2 separate regions of the Pan troglodytes genome follow, and region 1 is linked to region 2. The links are chromatin contacts, called in public capture Hi-C maps. All regions are on one chromosome and are shown on one strand. Each heading gives the region's core, a stretch centred on a gene start, on an enhancer-like site or on the middle of the called end of the contact. The rest is flanking DNA. Distances are from core to core; before and after follow the strand shown. Region 1 overlaps NTM (neurotrimin). Region 2 has its middle 150 kb from the start of SNX19.

Evidence for each region. Capture Hi-C pulls out chosen DNA fragments and counts their contacts.
Region 1: a capture Hi-C map of stem cell-derived neural stem cells shows a contact between it and region 2, with 4 times the contacts expected there. The contact joins two enhancer-like sites. A contact is called at or near these places in 3 of 7 Hi-C or Micro-C datasets (induced pluripotent stem cells and stem cell-derived neural progenitor cells) and 1 of 1 other capture datasets (stem cell-derived neural stem cells).

Annotation. Positions count from the first base shown.
Region 1 is chr9:133,433,819-133,437,754 of NHGRI_mPanTro3-v2.0_pri, reverse strand. The region is part of intron 1 of NTM (neurotrimin); the gene reads right to left. Among named protein-coding and RNA genes, the nearest start is that of NTM, 130 kb to the right of the region's middle. Within about 2 kb of position 2,299, at least 15 of the 24 cell types and tissues checked have an H3K27ac peak or open chromatin away from gene starts, as enhancers often do. A contact at or near this core is called in stem cell-derived neural stem cells, where this site is marked.
Region 2 is chr9:132,997,281-133,000,935 of NHGRI_mPanTro3-v2.0_pri, reverse strand. No RefSeq gene overlaps it. Among named protein-coding and RNA genes, the nearest start is that of SNX19, 150 kb to the right of the region's middle. Within about 2 kb of position 1,490, at least 2 of the 24 cell types and tissues checked have an H3K27ac peak or open chromatin away from gene starts, as enhancers often do. A contact at or near this core is called in stem cell-derived neural stem cells, where this site is marked.

The DNA of each region.
Region 1 (3,936 bases), core at 1,050-3,549, 440 kb before region 2:
CCCTGCCCCATTCCCATGATTTACCATCTCTCCCTGGCAAAGACAGTAATTCATCCTGAGAACTAGAACCTGGACACCCCTCAGAGGGCCCCCCAGGCTGCCAGCACTGGAAGCAGCCACCTCTCCCTGTGGCCGCCTCCTCCTCAGAGTGAGTTGACAGGATTTATAGGGCTGCCCCAGCGACACGCCATCTCAGTAACTGCAGAATGGCAGTTGTAAAAAATCCCATTTGCCAGGGTATTAGAATCCCATTAGCGCTCCCGATGGAGAAATAACCCCGACCCTTCAGAAGGAATTAAAGATATTCGGGCACCAGCATTTGGAGTGTTATAGGCCCTTCCCCAGTTTGGATGATCACACCAACAGACATAAAGCCTCAGGCACCAGATGTCCTTGGTCCATAAACCCCCCGAGAAAAGCCCTCGGAATGAGGTACGGAAAGGGCCTGGAGTTCCACAAATAGGCTCGGGAATAATCACAAGGAGTAATTGACACAGGCCTCCCTGATTTGTCTATGCTTGAGAATGAGTCATTTTAAGGAAAGCCAGTTTTAATTCAACCATTCCCTTACAACCTCTTACATCCTCTTCTCTCTCCCCCTCATCCTAACTCCATTCCCGGAGTGATAACTGACATCAGAGAGAAACACCGACAGGCTTCTTATGTGTCAAAACAGAATCACCAACGAGACAAAAGGGCAATAACAGAGGTACATTGTTACATCTGGGCAAATCATCCCACTTTGTAAATCTAAGAAATAGAGGCCCAGAGAGGTGAAGTAACTTGTGCGGGATCACACAGCTAGTTAAATAGAAGCCTGCATTCTCATGTTCCTGCTGCTGCACTTCCTTCTGGGGAAGGAGAAGATAGTTCTCAACTGGGTTCAGTCTTCTGCACCCTGGGCATTTCGGATCATGGGCTCTGAACCTGCTGAGTGGCCACCGTGTCCCTTCCGTGGGTGTGACCATGTGCATGAGTGTGAACACTGATTAACACACTCTGCCATGGTGGTGAAGGACTGATATCTGGGAAGCCAGTTTCAGAACCTAGATTTGCCAGCTGCCTGCTGTGTGATCCAGGACAAATTATGCACCCAGTTTAGGTCTCAGTTTCCTCACCTGTGAAAAGGGGGTAAATAATCGCAGGATGTCACTTTCAACATCTTGGAAATCTTGTTAAAATGCCAATTCTGATGGAAAAGGCTTGGTGACGGAGACTGAGATTCAGCATTTGTAACTATTCCCAGGTAATGCTGAGGCTGCTGTTTGGGGAACCATACTTTGATGATCAAAGTCATTAAGTCTTATAAAAATTAAGCACAATGAAATATATAAAGTCCTTAACACACTAAGAATAATTATTCAATAAATGATCGTTGTTAGCATTACTTATTTGATAGTTACCATAGACCACAGATTAAAGAGCATTTTCAAATCCCTACTTTGTGCTGTGAGCTGAGCTTCACAGAGACATCATCAAATCCTCAAACCACTCCTGTGGGACAGGTAATGTTACCCCTATTTCTTAGATGAGGAGAATGACTCAGAGAGATTCGTGACTTCCCAATGGTCAAGTAGAAGGTAGGTTTCATGACTCTGAGACCATACCTCTTTCCCCTGCAGTATACCCCACAGCGGTATAGAGCAGCACCCTCAACTCATGTCAACAGCCTCTGCCTGTTGTCCAGGCAGGTCAGATAGTGCAGAGGAGAGGGTGTGTTGATTCTGAAAAGAATCAACAGATTGTGGATTCTGAGACATGACCGCCAATTGCCAAAAGAGGAGAGAAAGCTTCCTCCAGGCTGGAGCGGGGTGCAGGCAGGCATATGTGCATACAGGAGGAGTGGAGGGGGTGGACGGCTGATGGATGCACAGTGCGGGAAATTTACAGATCAATCAACAGACAGAGATCCAGGGAGTCTGGCAGCTGACAGACATGTGAGGGCACGCTGACACCCAGATGGCCATGGAGCACGCAGGCCAGGAAGAGTTTGGAAAGGCCAGCAGTGCAGGTCGAGGTAGACAAGCCTAGAGACAAACAGAGCAGCAGCACACACAATTTTGGTAACACCATCTGTGGGTGAGAGAACCCCAGCGCTGTGTGAAATGGACTCCAAATTCTATTTGGAGCTGGAAACGGGTGGTATGGTGTGCTCAGTTATTTTAAATCCCTTCCAATTCTCTGCCAAGAAATTCGATCCGGGAAAGCCATTCCTGCCAAGCCCCAAGGGGTTTACCAGGGCTGAGCTGGGTAGCTGGGGTCCTATCTGATTTATGGCAGGTGGGGGCAGCCGAGAGCCACCAAATTTGAGGGTATCCCCATGCCAGCAGAGGAGAGGTGTTTGTTTTCTCCGGAACGTGAGCCCAAGGGGTCTGCATTCGCAAGTCAGAGTGGGAACAGGCAACCCAAACAGGCTGAATTCAGGCATGCGCTGTGCGAGACAGAGATAGGAAGGGTGAGGACAGAGGTGGCTGGTGGGGCTCAAAGGGGGCTGGCAGGGGGATGTGGAGGGACAAGCCACAGTGTCCAGAAGCAAGGGCCTGGAGGAAGCTGGTGGGGCCAGGTAGCCCTGGATGAGCAGTCCTCAGAAGTGTGGGTCAAAGACAGCTGGACCAGCACCTTTTCTGGAATCCAATTCTTATAAGGCCATGTCTTTAGACTTCATGCTCTGACCTGCCTGGCCTTAAAGCACTAACGACCCTAACAAAGGTAGTCAGTGTAGGGGTTGGTGACGGCATCTGAGTTAATTCCTACCCCAGTTAACTTCACCTCTAATAGAGCAGCCAAATGGATTAGAGAAACACGCACAACCCTGCCACTTAGCTTAAGTTAAAATGTATAACCTCAGTGGGGCGTGGTGGCTCACACCTCTAGTCCTAACACTTTAGGAGGCCAAGGAAGGAAGATCACTTGAGCCCAGCCTGAGCAACACAGTAAGACTCTCTCTACAAAAAAAAGAGAAACAATTAGCCAGGGATAGTGGCGTGTGCCTGTGGTCCCCGCTATTTGGGAGGCTGAGGTGGGAAAATTGCTTGAGTCTGGGAGGTTAAGGCTGCAGTGAGCCATGACTGTGCCACTGCACTCCAGCCTGAGCAACAGAGTAAGACCTTGTCTCAAAAAAAAAAAAAATAATTGTAACCTCAAATATGAAGTGGACTTGACACGACCCAATGATCCCAGTCCGTTTTCCTGGTGCACCTGCTCTCCTTTCCTCCATCTTCTGCTGTCTCTGACCCTCCTCAGTGAGGACCTCACTTCTTACATTACTGCGGAGCCAGAAACAATCAGATGGAAACTGCAACACTCAACCTTATCCTCCCCAGATCTACCCTGCATGTTCCTGCTCTAACCTCTCCTCTTATTTCTGCTGAGTGAAGCTGGTCTACCTGCAGACAGCCCCTTACATGTGCACAGGATTGCATAGTCCTCCACACCTTCCCCCAGGCACAGGACATCAGCTGTCATTCCTTTGTACCCTCATCATCAATGGCTCCCCTTACTGGAGAGTTCCTGTGGGCATGCACACTCTGCACACAAATGTCTTTATTTCCTCTCATCTGGAAACAAAGAGGCAACAACCAAGGCCTCCCTGACCCTGACTGCAGTCCCTCTCCTCTCTGACCCATAAACCTCCCTGAGAAAGTTGTCTGTTTCCTCTGTCTGTACTTCCTTATCTCCCCTTGTCTCCTGAACAGAATCCAGTGAGGATTTGATCTCCATCAGCCAGAGGGAATCACATCTCACCATGGATATGATGACTTCTGCCCTGCCAAAGCCAAGGTTGATCTCAGGTCTCTCGTCCTCCACCCTGCACTCAGGCAACAAAAGCATTCGATCAGATGCTGTGTTACACAGCTCTGATGTGCCGGGCTGGTCCTGGGTGCCAAGGATACATCTATAAATAAACAAGGGAGGCAAAAGTCCTTGCCTTTTGGA
Region 2 (3,655 bases), core at 241-2,740:
CTGCATCTTTGAGGACAGCACCCCATCCTTGCATGATATTGCCCTCAAACTCGTAATCTATTGACGCTGTTAGCAAGCCCCAGTGCTCTATGAGTTCAGCAGAACCTGGGTAGTGTGGCATGAGCTGCGTCTGATGGATCCCATGGTCATGGCACCACTCCCATGCCTCCATTACTTTAAACTGGGCTCCCTGCTCTGGCACAATGATATGTGGGATTCAGAATTAGCAAATTAAACCCTCCATATGCTCTGTAATAGCACTGCTGGCTGAGACCTGAGAGTCAGAAAGGCAAACCCATGTCTAAAACGTGTGTCTACTTCTCTGGAAATAAAACCTGGGCTCTGTCAGGAAGGAAAGGGCCTAATGTAGCCAACTTGCCTTCAAGTGTCCATTTGGTCTCCTTGAGGTATCATGCCATTTTGGAGTCTCCGCATTAGTCTCTGTTGCTGGCAGGTTGAACATAGCAGTAGCAGGAATCAGTCCTGGTGAGTGCGAGCCCATGTTGTTGGACCCAGGCAGGACCTCCACCTCTGCCACCATGGCCATGTCATTCAGACGCTAATGGCTAATGTCAACTCCCTGGCTTCTTTTGTTTTGACGGTTTTTGAGTGTCCTTTCCCTGGAGGATGATATCTGGTGGTCATTAAGGAATGACATGAAGATCTTCAACATGGCGCCTTGAACATGCCCATCCACATGCCGCTACCCTAGACCTCCTAGTCCCCAGTCTTTCAATCTCTGTCACTTCAGGCCCCTGACCAGTCAGCCTGGATCCCAAGTGTTACTATCAAGACCTTGTCTATTGCATAACCACCTTTGTTGGGTGGTTAACCAGGCAACTGAAGCTCAGTGACTTTGCTTGATATGTCCTAGGCTTAGTGCGCAGCTTTCTCAGCCCACCTGAGTGTTCGAGTTTCTTTGACTGCAACCAAAGACACCCTCTGGCTTTCACACCAGACTTTCAATTGCTTGTTACTCACCACTGGTTAGTTTCACTCTGTAGTGCGTCAATAACCCTCGTTTTCCTTATACTATTTTCTCCATATTTTTCAAATGCCTGATATATCATGCCCATTAGTGCCTTTCCTTGTGCCAGTACACCACCAGTGAGTTTTAAGTACTGGACCCCCACTTTGTGCTAGAAGCTTCCTATTGCTCACCTACGTCTGATGAAGGAGTCCTCTGGCCAATCAGAAAGTGATCCAGCTACAAAGCCGCATTTCAGGCCATATCTTAGTACTATCGTAGGTTAGCACCTTCAGAGGTTCAGTTGTCTACACCAGATGCTGAGATGGAGTGGGGCATAACATAATATACAATCAGGGACCAATGCTGCCAGAAACAAGGGCAGAGAAATCATTGTGAAGAGGGAGAAGCTCAACTGTGAAGTTGACCTGAATAAGCCTCAGCCAGCCAGCGGGGGCTCTGGAGTGACCACTGCCCATCAGCATTGTCTCCTGTCAAGCTGAGGAGGCTGGACCTCTGAACCTCCACCCAGCTCGGTCACCAGATGTGAGCTGCAGTTGAGACAAACCCTGAAGGGGCTGACTGCTGAGGGGACACCCCTCAGCTGGGCAGCCAGTTCCATGGCCTTGAGCAGCACTTCCCCATATCTGCCACACTCGCAAAGTACTGCACCCACATTCCAGTCTCAACGTCAACAGCTTCAGAGCTCAAAGGGACCTTCCGGGGCATCTCTGTTTCCTCTGCCCCTCCTTGTCCCAGGAGGGTGACTAGTTAAGGTCTGTCTGGAATCCAGGGCTCCTGATCACAGGTCTCTCATTAGCAGTCCTTTGCTTTCTCAGGTGTCTCTTTCTCAAATATTCTTCTCACCTTCAGGCATGAATTTGTAGTGTATGACATCTGTATACTTTATGAATATTTCACTTTGTAGGTAACCTCCCTCAGGCTTCAAGCAAAATGCCATGTGCCCTGCGGGTCTTCATTTAGATAATAATTAACTAAAAGGGAGAGAAGTGAGGACCTGCTGTGAGCCCCAGAAATAGTCCTGTTCTCTCTGTTTTTCTCTCCCTCCCTCCCCCTCTCTCTCTTTCTCTCTTTCTCTTACACACACACACACAATTAAACATGCAAACACCAGTCAGTCCAGCTGGCCATTGATGAGCACCACCCCGCTCCAGTGCTATGCTAGTAGTGGCTTCTGTTCATTCACTAAGTGTTTCTGGAGCTACTAGCAGGTGCTGTTCTAGGCACTCTGTGCAGATACCTGTGGGTCACATGGCACAGTGCGGGCCTCGTGGAGTTTATGGTCTCTAGGGGAAGGCAAGCAAGCAGAGGCAATTGCAAGGACTTGTGACAACAGTCCTGGCAGAAACATGCTCTGGGACTGCAGCGACACAAAGGAGGAGATAACATGCACCTGTGGGGATAGGGCTCTGCTCAAGCTGAGGGGTGAAGTAAACAGGGCCCATTCAGGCAAGGAGGGAGAGAAAGTCCCTTCCGGGGCTGCAGCCACATGGCAACGTGACCTGAGGGAGCTGCAGCGACCAGGTGGGGTGGGCGCAGCCTCCAGAGATGAGGGTCCTGCCAGGGACAGCGTGCTCTCAGGAAAGGTCTGCTAAGGCTTGTGAGGGTCTTTGACAGCTTTAAACAGGTGAAGAACTTGAGCCTATGGTGTACTGGCTAGATGAGCTTGGCCATGGTGTGGATGGAATATGAGTTTCAGGACTGGACAGAGGAAGATAAGTGGAGCCCCTTGCCACGCTATAGGCAGGAATGGGAGGGTTTGGTTTAAACAGCAGCACTGGAAACAGAAAGCATGACAGGAAGAGAGCTGGGAGGGAGTGAAATCCATCAAACATGAAGGTAAAGATGGAGAGAGAGAGAGAGGGAGGACTTGAGGATCTGCGGTTTCTACTCTGGACGAGATGAGGTACAGCAGGAGAACAAGTTTGGGGCTAAGACTTGGGGTCCAGTTTTGCACACACTGAGTTGGAACTGCCTGTGTACAATTAGGTGAAGATGTCCAGTAAGCAATGGTATATATGGGTTTGAAGCTTGGGTATAATGTCTGTGTTGGAAATACAGACTTGGGAGCAGCAGATATGTTGATGTGGCCGTTTATGTAATAGCTACTTCCTTCTAAATGCTGTGACCACACCTGTCCTGGTACATTTTGTTGCTGGAGGGAGAGGTAGCAAGCAGCAGGTCAGCATGCTGAGAGTTAGGTACAGAAGCTGCCTAGATTTTGAAACTAGAAGGAAAAGTCCAGAAAATGCAAAGGAAGGTAAAACCTACCATTCAGAACAGCTTCCAAATCAAATCCCTCCCTCGGCCCTTCAATAAAGAGGAAATAGAGAACAAAGAATGGCAAACAGAGTTTTTAAATAAATCATAATTAGTAACACACATATGGGCTCAGTGTGGGTGAGCAGTTAGACAGCTAATTATACTGAAGCAGCATGCGCATGAAGCCAGAGAGTCTCACCCCAAATGTGGGGCTTCCAGCTACTGCCGAGATGCCTGGAGGGACCAGCGCTGCCAGTGGAGCTCATCCAGACCTGCAATAGTTGATCAAGGTGGAGAGAGAGAGAGAGAGAATAACGTGAATCCACATACTGAAAATTTTTAAGCACCTGCAAGAGCAATTGGGCTTCTGGGCTAACTGGAGGAGAAATGGATTCTCTTAATCAA